Linked DNA regions of Sus scrofa: all the other regions are linked to region 2. A link is a contact called in public HiChIP or PLAC-seq data. All regions are on one chromosome and are shown on one strand. The core of a region is the stretch at or near the end of the contact, and the rest is flanking DNA. Distances in the headings are between cores, read along the strand shown.

What was found. HiChIP or PLAC-seq counts read pairs in DNA pulled down with a chosen protein or histone mark.
Region 1: a contact with region 2 is called in an H3K27ac HiChIP or PLAC-seq map of skeletal muscle. The contact joins two enhancer-like sites. A contact is called at or near these places in 2 of 2 datasets of contacts at active chromatin or transcription factors (alveolar macrophages and skeletal muscle).
Region 3: a contact with region 2 is called in an H3K27ac HiChIP or PLAC-seq map of skeletal muscle, with 3 times the contacts expected there. The contact joins the promoter of PLCB4 here to the enhancer-like site in region 2. A contact is called at or near these places in 4 of 47 Hi-C or Micro-C datasets (embryonic fibroblasts, heart right ventricle, skeletal muscle and 1 more) and 2 of 2 datasets of contacts at active chromatin or transcription factors (alveolar macrophages and skeletal muscle).

Annotation. Positions count from the first base shown.
Region 1 is chr17:17,943,627-17,946,873 of Sscrofa11.1, forward strand. The region is part of intron 1 of PLCB4 (1-phosphatidylinositol 4,5-bisphosphate phosphodiesterase beta-4); the gene reads left to right. Among named protein-coding and RNA genes, the nearest start is that of PLCB4, 29 kb to the left of the region's middle. Within about 2 kb of position 1,820, at least 14 of the 83 cell types and tissues checked have an H3K27ac peak or open chromatin away from gene starts, as enhancers often do. A contact at or near this core is called in skeletal muscle, where this site is marked.
Region 2 is chr17:17,711,487-17,714,954 of Sscrofa11.1, forward strand. All of the region lies in intron 32 of PLCB1 (1-phosphatidylinositol 4,5-bisphosphate phosphodiesterase beta-1), which reads left to right. Among named protein-coding and RNA genes, the nearest start is that of PLCB4, 200 kb to the right of the region's middle. Within about 2 kb of position 1,280, at least 22 of the 83 cell types and tissues checked have an H3K27ac peak or open chromatin away from gene starts, as enhancers often do. A contact at or near this core is called in alveolar macrophages, skeletal muscle and subcutaneous adipose tissue, where this site is marked.
Region 3 is chr17:17,914,027-17,917,538 of Sscrofa11.1, forward strand. PLCB4 (1-phosphatidylinositol 4,5-bisphosphate phosphodiesterase beta-4) reads left to right here and starts at 1,958. Exons shown (of 40, transcript XM_021077453.1): 1 at 1,958-2,183.

The DNA of each region.
Region 1 (3,247 bases), core at 570-3,069, 230 kb after region 2:
ACTCTCATAGGTTTATTTTGCATCATTTCTAGGTTCTATAAGTACCTGGAGGCTTAAAAACAACAACAACAACAACAACAACAACCAAATGTGCTGTAGATGTGCAGAACCTTTGTAGTTCCTTACAGCTATCAGGTGAGCTAGAGAAGGTCACTGCCTATGTCATACCAACCATGGCTGGTTTCTGACATGGACAAACAGTAATTGTGCTTGAGGTTGCAGTAGACCCTTACCCTGGATATACAATTTTGAGGCCATAAACTAAAGGTTCTCGTGAATGTTATATCAGCTAATGTGTACAGTTTATAAATAACATCTTAGTAAAGACCAAGATGAGGAAGCAGCATAATATAGCAGGAAAGCAAGACTGGACATTTCTGGGTTTGAATATCACCTCTGCCTTTTAGGGGGTATGTGACCTCAGGTGAGCTCTCTAGCTCCCTCTAAACTTGTCCTCATCTAAAAGGGGAGACCTGAAGTTCCCGTTGTAGTTCAGTGATAATAAACCTGACTGGTATCCTTGAGGACATGGGTTCGATCCCTGGCCTTGCTCAGTGGGTTAAGGGTCCAGGGTTGCTGTGAGCTGTGGTGTGGGTTGTAGATGTGGCTTGGATCCCCTGTTGCTGTGGCTGTGGCATAGGCTGGCAGCTGCAGTTCCTATTCAACCCCTAGCCTGGGAACTTCCATATGCCACAGGTGTAGCCCTAAAAGAAAAAAAATGTAGGGAGGAGACCCTGGTTCTAACTGGGGGTGGGGCTTGGGAAATTAATGAAATACTGGATATATAGTCCCTAACACATCAGTTGCCTAAAATAGCTACTTCCTAAGTGTAGTCCTTTTTCTTTCTTTCTGTAGACATTTGAATTAAATATGTCATGTTGGGTCAATTGAACAACTCATATTTCTAGAAAAATCATGATCCCAGATTTTATTTTTTGGGATTGCATGCTTTTCATAAAGTCTTTTGGAAAAGGAATCTGTGTGTTGTTTTGCCGATTTCTTCATTCAGCATTTGTCAGTTCTTGTTGCATGCTAGCTTTCCTGAATGCTAGGTGTTCTATCAAGAGAAATCAACAATTAAGAGAGAAATGACTGTAGAATTTTGAGTTCCACAGGATGTGCATTGCTGAGGCCCTGGAGAAGCATAGAAAAGGGACCTCTGAACCGGGAAAACTCTCAAGCCCTTAAGAGGTGCTCTCTTGGTCTTGTTTGGTGTTTTTCAGAGATGTTTCATTTCTGATGTTTAATTTAGCCAGACCTCTAAATATCCCCTTTCCTTCTTTCTTGAGACATACAGGTGCCTGGCCCGTGGCATACAAAGGTTCCAGGGCTAGGGGTCGAATCAGAACTCTAGCTGCAGGCCTACACCACAGCCACAGCCACAGCAATGCAGGATCTGAGCCGAGTCTGTGACCTGTACCACAGCTCACAGCAACATTGGATCCTTAACACGCTGATTGAGGCATGGGATGGAACCCGAATCCTCATGGGTACTAGTCGGATTCGTTACCGATGAGCTACGACAGGAACTCCAAGACAAAACAGGTTTTGAAGGCTCTCTTGGGTTAGAGCCTCCATTTCTTGATCATTGATGTAGTACTGCTCTCTTTTTGGTCATCATTCCCTTTTGTATCCCTAACCTGAGAGTGTCGTGGTCCAGAGGAGGGCCCTATGTGGCTTGTTAGGATGACGTGGCCTGTTGTTTCTGATGATTTTTCTGATGGCTGCTTGCTCTTAAGCTTGTTGGCCTTTTAGTGTGAGGAATCCTCTTGACAAGTGGGAACTGGCGATGAGGTCAGTGCTGATTACATAACCCTGTTATTGGACAGTTATGTGGAGCATCACAGTCAGTGGAAAGAGAAGCAGCTTCTGAGGACACAGAGGGGAGGATAAATTATATCTGGTATTTGTTGGAGTATTTTTGCCTGTGGATATCTCTGCCTGTGAATTACAGCAGTTTAAGCTCACAGAAGTCACACCTGACATGAAGTGCGAGTTTAGGAATCCAAACATTTTGGGAGGTGCAGCATCTCAGCTCTGCCACTGAGAACCAGGCTCTTTTTGACTTTCATCCTTTGTTGTCTGACTTTTGTCTCCATGGTGATAAGATGGCTCTCCTCCTTCCAGAAGCTATTCCCAGGAAAGAGGAAGGGAATATGTTCCTATCTTGATTGCAGACTTTCTCAGAGCCTTCTTTCTTACATCTTCTTGGTCAAATTTGTGTCACATGGCTACCCTTAGTGCAAGCAAATCTGGGGAACAGACCATCTTAGCCTGACGTATTGTCCCCCAGAAGAAAATCAAGGTTGTGAATGTTGGTTAGACAAATAGCCATAACTGCCTTACCTGGGGATTTTATTTTTGTCACTTTTTTTTTTTGCTTTATTTTTAGGGCCACACCCGAGGCATATGGAAGTTCCGAGGCTAGGGGTTGAATCAGAGCTGCAGCTGTCGGCCTACACCACAGCCACAGCAACTCGGGATCCGAGCTGTGTTTTTGACCTACACCACAGCTCCTGGCAACACAGATCCTTAACCCACTGTGCGAGGCCAGGGATTGAACCTGCATCCTCATGGATACTAGTCAGATTCGTTTCTGTTGCACCACAACAGAACTCATTTTTTTTTTTTTTTTGTCATTTCTAATGACCTTTGGCTTAGATTTCACAATGTGGGAAGTATTAGTTGCCACCTTTTTACTGCTTGTATTTGGCAAACATTTCTTAAATGCATAAGACCTTAAAATATACTATTCCCAATGTAATAAAACTTGACCTCAAATTATGGCTGCTTGAATGAAAACTATGTGAGTGTCCATGTAAGCTAATGGAAGTGTCTCTCAGCTCCTGGAATAAGTGGCTGGAACTGAGATTTTCAGAATGTAAAAAACCAAGATTTGTTTAGCTGACCTCCATCATGCAAGTCTTTCATAATTATTATCCACACACTCCCTGCTCTGATCCTCAGTCCTTTCACCCATAAACGTGGAGGCCTGCCTTGTACGGCTGGGTTGCTCTGGTTTTCCCATAAAACTCCCTCTTCCAGCTTTTATGTGCTTATCCACTAAGTCAGACAAATTTCCTTTTCAGAATTTGGCGTTGTTTTTTATTGGAAAGGAAGCTGGTTGTTTTAGGCCAGGAAAACTTGAAAAAGAAAATTGAAAACCATCAACCACTTTTTTTTTCTTTCTTTTTTTTTTTAATCCTCCAATTTCCTATTAGGTTTCAGCATTGGGAGGACTTGTGCA
Region 2 (3,468 bases), core at 30-2,529:
ATTTGAGGACCAGAGAGGCAAGATGAGCTGGTTATCCCTGATAACAGCCTTTACCAACCACAGGACTTTAAAAATGCCACAAAAATACAGATACATAGGAAAGTTTCTGAAATTATCTTACCCGGGGGGGGCAGAAAAAGGGCATTTCAAAGAAACAAAGGGCATACAAGACATAAAATAAATTATTAGTCCATAGGTAAGAGCCTGGGAGAAAAAAAAAATGAAATGCCCAAGTCATAAATGAACAGCTTGATCATTTTTTAAAAAGATAATGAAATTATCACTTAAATCAAGATGCAGAATATTACCAGCCTCCTTGCACTAGTCCAATCAATACCACCTCCATCGTAAAATAAACACAGTGCTGACTGCAGTCAATATAGAGATTTTTTTTCTAGAAGTTTGGGCACTCTCTATTAAGAGGATCATACAATCTGTAGTCTTCTGCATCTGGCATTACTTATTTGTTGTATGTAGTCATGGTTGGGTTTTTCTCATTGTTATACAGTATTTTAATACATCACAATTTTATTTTCCCATTTCACTGTTGATAGAAACTTGGGTTGTTTCCAGTTTTTGACTATTGTAAGAAACGCTGCTACAAACACTTGTACTACAGTGAAAAATGTGAAGACCTAAAGATAATTGCCTCAAAATTATAAATTCAATCCAGGCAAAGGAAAGAAAACAATCCCTCTTCTGTGTGAATCTCTTGAACAACGACACCCAAAATGGGATATTTTTTGCCTCTGCGACAATTTCCTGTGCGGAGACCTTTTATAAGATGGTGTGGGCTCCAGCCAAAGCGTTATTCTACAGAGAAAATGCTCTTCCAAGCTCTAAACATTTACTTGTCATAAAGTGTTTCTAGTACAGGATCTCTTGCTTCTTAAAGTTCACTCTACGCCACTGCACTTTTTGAAAGACCTACACTAGTGACTGTTTTGCAAACCGAACAAAATCCTAAGAGGATTTCCACTTTGGAAAAAAACATGAGAACAGTGTTCAGCATCTGTTTGGCGGCGGACCCCAGGCTGGGAGAAGGACACCGCCAAAATCCTTCCTTGGGAATAACTCTCAGCATCACAGCATCAGGCTCCCAGAGCTTTCAGCTGTTGTCTGTGAGCATCTGTGCTTTATCTCAGTTTATTTTGTGCATCCATTAGCAAGATGTGTCCTTAGGAAACGGCTTCTTCACTTTAGGCCATGTCTGCTTACAAAGGTTCCCTAGGAACGCTCTACTTTCAGAGAATGGGGGAAACCTGCAGGGTAAGGTACCATTTCACCACTAGAGGGCAAGGGTGACTTCGCAGCACTTGCCTTTGCCAGAACTGTAGTCAAAATGATGAATCACGGGGAGGCAGAAACAAGAAGCCAGAGAGAAAAGGGGTGAGTACTGCAAAACAAAATAAACACTCATAAGCTTAAACTTTCCTGGGTAGGGAGGGTATGAAAAAAAAATCACCCATGAGCCACTATCTAACTTTCTTTCTGTCTTTCCTTTCCCCTTCCCATTTTTAAAAATCGATTCCATGGTCCTCAGTTATTGAAACTACCACTCCGCAGGGTGGGACTGAGTCAGATCTTAGAGGGCATTTTTCAGCGCAACCTAGAGCCTTGGTTAGGGAGAGAGGGAGGTTTATGTAACCCCCAAAGCCTCAGGGGTGCTCAGCAACCAACAGGGAGTCCTGGCACCTCCTCTTCCTTACAAGTCATATTTCTTCCAGAAATAAAACCAGAGTGTTTACTAAAATCAAGGCACTGGTGGGTAAGGCTGCCAGCTACCCCACCTGTCCTCCCTTCATCCCCTCTACCTCCTACAAAGTTCCCCAAGATCACCAATCGAGATGTGTTGTCTTTGGCAGGGTTAGGAGAGGTCGGGAAATTCATTATGAAGCCGAGTTGCCTTTAGACTATTTATAATAAATTTCTACTAGAAAAGGACATTTGGCTGACAACTGTTTTCTTCTGCCTTCGCATGACCAAATACAGTAAGAATTCAAAATGAAAACTGAAAAGCAAGGAAGAAAAGCCTACAGCTGGAGCAGTCTGTTTTCACATCTCACGCTGACAGATGACAAACTCGGAAAGGAGCCCCCTGTGTATTCTCTGTCCCCATTCTTTCCTCCTGCTTCTCCGAAGAGCTAAGAAGCCTTCTCTGTTAGCCAAGACTCCTTTGCGCTGCAGCTTAATTTTCCTGGCGTAATTTTAACTACAGATCATGTCTACAGTGCAGCAATTAATGGATAGCCTAAAGACTTATTATTTCAAACTAATTGATATGTAGGAAAAGTTTAAATAACATAACAGAGAAGGGGAAATTTTAAATGATGTGTGTGCACCGTGAAATTTAGAATTTCTCTCCGTTTTGGAAGTCGCGAAAACAACTGATTAATAAGGGGATGTGACCAAAATGTAGAATCGATCTGAAAATCTTTCCCTGTTGATATTCTTGAGAAGAGAGAAAGATTAGAAGAGAGGAAGATTAGACATTTCAGAAAAAGGGGGTGGGGAGTAGGTCCTCCCTACCCACCTCCCACAGCCTAACACACACACCCCCCCCAGAATGAGGGGATTGTCTGATTGATAAATAAATAAATAAAGGGAGTTCCCACTGTGGCTCAGCAGTAACAAACCTGGCTAGTATAAATGAGGATGTGGTTTCAATCCCTGGCCTCATTCGGTGGGTTAAGGATCCGGCATTGCCATGAGCTGCAGTGTAGACATTGCTGTGTCTGTGGAATAGGCCGGCAGCTACAGCTCCAATCTGACCCCTAGCCTGGGAACTTCCATGTGCCATGGGTACAGCCCTAAAAAGACAAAAAAAAAAAAAAAATTATCTGAAGAAAGAATACTCTTCAAATGGAAAAGAACAGGAACATTTTAAGAAGAGATTGAGACCTATGATGCTAGACTATGTCGGCAATATTTTCAACATCAGAGCTCAGAGTTTGTAAGGAAACAATTCATAGCAATCATAAACTACAGAGGAGGAAACCAAACTACCTTTAAAATGTTCTTTTTCACACTGGATCCATGTCATGAAAATATCTGAATGACTTTAGCCAAGTCATTTAAACTAACCTGTCTTTGGTCTTTTCAAATATAAAATTGCCACATGGATTAGTGACTTTTCAGGACCCATCAGTTCTAACCACCTACTTTATTTAAGCAGCTATACACACTTTTTAATAGATGTTACATCAAGTGTATGGAATTGTATAAATAATAATCCTTAGTTAATGACACCTTGCTCACTGGTTCATGAAAGACCATATTGGTCTGTTTATAAGTACCTGTGAAATAATTATACAACACAAAAAACTAGAACACTGGTTTTTCCCCCCTCTGATACCCCTGCCTCTCTCCCAATCCTCTATCCTCCAAGGTAGCCATTAATCTAAATCTTGTGTGTATAATTCTTGTATCTTTATATTTACATAGGCATAGATATACATATACATTATG
Region 3 (3,512 bases), core at 708-3,207, 200 kb after region 2:
GATGAGGCTCCAAACTTCATGTCTCCAGCTCCATGAATGGAGCCAGCAGAAAACAGCAAACAACTGTTGATTCCATGAATCCTTGCTGCTTTAGGCCACCGTTTTTGGTGTAGTTTTTACACAGTAAGGGCTAACTGACACATTATACTTGGGAGTGTTATATAGTAAGTTAAATTCCACTGTTAAAAAAGTCAAGACACAGAGATGACAGCTTCTAGCTCATCCGTCTATGGGTGATACACAGGGAAAACAGGAACATAACACAGGAAGTTCTCCAGAACTGGGTCTGAAACTAGCTACACTACTTATTGGCTGTACAAGCAGTTGGCTGGGGCAAACTGTTTAATCTTTCTAAACTTTTGTTAAAGTAGAGAATAAGCCTAAATACTGACCCAACCTCCAAGTCTGATCTGAGGGCCAGCAACATCAGCATGGCAAAGGGAGATTGTTGGAAATGCAGAATCTCAGATTCCATCCCAGCCCTGCTTAATCAAAACCTGCACTTTAACAAGATCTCCAGGTGACTTATGTGCACATTACAGCTTGAGAAAAGCTGCCATAACATCCTGACATCACTCAAGATCACCACATCTTGAAGACCTCTGAGCAGTGACAAGCCCCACGGCTCTTCCCTGGGATCTTGTAGGGAAACTCCTCCTTCTAGGCGATTTTTCTTGGCTTCCTCAACATGCAGACAGGCTCAGCCGCCTCCAGCTTTTCTAAAGGCTCAGTTGAGGAACTGTCAGCGGGCCCTCAGCCCCCTCCGGCGGAAGGATGCCCAAGTGGGTAAACTTTTAACCACCCTCCTCTTAGCCCTGCCTGGAAAAGGCCAGGATGTGTCAGAGGAACGAGGCTTTTGCATCTACAACTGCCTCTAGACTAAGGGCCCGGCGATTGTTTGTGCCCACCTTCCCTCTCCACTTCCCACCCGCACTTGCCGCCAGGCTCCCTCTTTCCTCCGGTCTAGCCGGACCAGCTCAGGCGGCTGAGCATGCCCAGTTCGGCAGCGAGCATGGCCCCAGTCCCCAATGCGCAGGTGCCATGTCTCCGGGTTTTGGTGGCCGCCGGCCCCGAGGAGGAGGCGGAGTGGCCTCAGGGAGGAGGAGGAAGCCCTCCTGGGAGGGAGTCCTGGAGCGGCACGTTGTTAGGGTCCACACAAAGGGTGATGCTAAGCGGAATGCTGTTAGGGTCTGAATGCGAGGGTGACTCGGAGTCACCTGCGGGCCGAGTCATGGCAGAAACGAGCCGGAAACTGGCTGGAGCTGAGCCCTAGCAACCCAGGGACCAAAGTCTGGGGGGCTTGCGACTCTGAGATTGCACTTAGGGGAAGACTTTTTGGAACCACTTAATCTTTCTGTGGCTCAGTTTAAGCCTGGGATGGGGTGGGGGAGTAGTACCTGCTTTGGAAGATTGTTTTAAAGGGTTACAGGAATAAAAAGCGGCTGGAACAGTGCCTGAAGCATTGTAAGCGCTTTATGTGTTTTTTAAACAGAATATAAGCAAATAAACGACCCCACACCCCCGCCAGCGGCTTTGGGGCATCAGCTTTTGCCAGCTTTGACCCAGCTCCACTCTTTACCCCTCACCCTTGCTCCAGGGCCCATTGCCGGCTGCCCATCTCCCTTCGGAAGAGGGTGCACCTCCCACCCCTACAAGTGCTGCCCGCGGCGCCACTCTGCACGTCGCCCGACCCCAGGCGCGGGGCACTCGCGGGAGCGCTGGGACCCGGGGCGGGGGTGCGGCCGGGGAGACCCCCAAGCAGCGCGCCTCGGGGAGGCTTCCCTGGACGCCCCACCCACCGTCTCCCAGCGCTGCCTCCACCCTGCCTGGCCGCCTCCTCCGGCTCGAGGCCGCCCCTGCCCGCCTGGCGCCCCCTCCCCGCCCCGCGGGCTCGCGGCCGGCCCGGCCCCTGCCCACCCCCAGCCCGGCCGGGCGCGCCGCACTGGGCATGCTCCGTAGCCCGGGCAGGTTGGGGCTGCGAGGCGACAGCTCGGGCTCTGAAGCCGGGAGGCGAGAACGAAGAGGGAGACTGAGGAGCTGGGGAAGGAGGGAGCAGCCGGCCGCTAGGCGCGGCGGGGCCCAGAGCTGGGGCACACCGAGCCCGGCGGGCGGGCGCAGCAGGCGGGCGCTGCCCCACGGATCGGCCGAGGCGCACCCCGCGGAGACCCCAGCCTGGGGCTGAGGTGAGGACCGCGCGCCGGGAGGCGGGGGGCGGCGCGCGGGGGCGGGCGGGGGGCGGGCCCGCGCGCGCCGGGAGGGGGTCGGCGGCCGGCGCTTTCTGGGGGAGGGGGTTGGTGGCGCCGGGAGCTGTAAGTGAGCCGCACCGCAAACAAGAGCTCTCTCACACACACAAGCGCGCACACTGGCGCGCGCACCCACTGGGTCTCCAGGCGGCTGCCGTGTCCGCATCCCCGGCAGCGGCTCCGGGCAAAGTGACAGGTAGGAAAAGGCATTCCGGGTCCCACCCGAGGATGCTCCCGCCCTCCCGGGCCCGCTGGGCTTGTTTGCTCCCGGCGGGTGAGTTCCGGACGCGCGCGCGCGCACCCAGATGCCCTGCCCCGGAGCCGGTGCAGGTGCCGGTGCCAGGCGGCCGGCGCGCGCGGGAGGCGGGGGGCCCCGCCGCCACCCCCTCCCCCTGTAGTCAGTCTCCTGCTGGGTTTCCTTAGACTTGGTCCAGACATTCGCCGCTTCTCGCCAGAAATAGCTCGGCTCGACGTGTATATGATTATTTTGGTTGGAAATAGTTGGCACCGTGCAACGCATGTAAATGTGTATGCGCGCGGATGTTCTTACTTCTTCGGGCGGGGGAAATAATAGAAATGATTGACCATTTGCACTTAAAACAACACTGACAGGCCAGCACTCTTTGGGGGCCGTGTTCTGGCCTCCTAAGAGCAAACAAATGATGAAGACGAAAGGTTGTCTTATTTTCAGAATTTTGAAGTTGCCTTCTCCTTAGCTGGTTAGATCCTGTCTATGTACTTCTGACTGGAGACTTTGTAGGCAGTACTGTTTAGAAGTATGGAAACACGGAGTTCTTCAATTTTCAAGTGTGTCGAAGTGCAAGTTTATCTAGAATCATAAACCTGTCATAAAAATTAGCATTTTTTTCTAGAGAAAAATGCAAATGCACATTATGGTTTTATAAATATGCATGTGTTTAAGAGATGATCCTTTGACTTTTTTTTCCCCCTTTTAACTCTTGTAGTGATTCTACGTATTGCTCTAAAGCACATGTTTGAAATTTAATTTTGGCCAAAACGTTCATGGAAGATCGCCATTTTTTTTTTTTAAATGTGATACATGGTGTCTGTAAATTAAGTTGTATATGTTTGGAGATAGCTGTTTAGTAATTGTTTAGTTGGCAGTAATGTCATTCAAACTTAGACAGCTGTATGACATCTAGAATAGAGTTGAATTTCCCCTTTAAAGAGAAATCAGATTCATAAAGTAAACTGACCAGTAAAAGCAACTGGTGACTTTACTGGGGCAGGCTACATGGAGGTTAATAA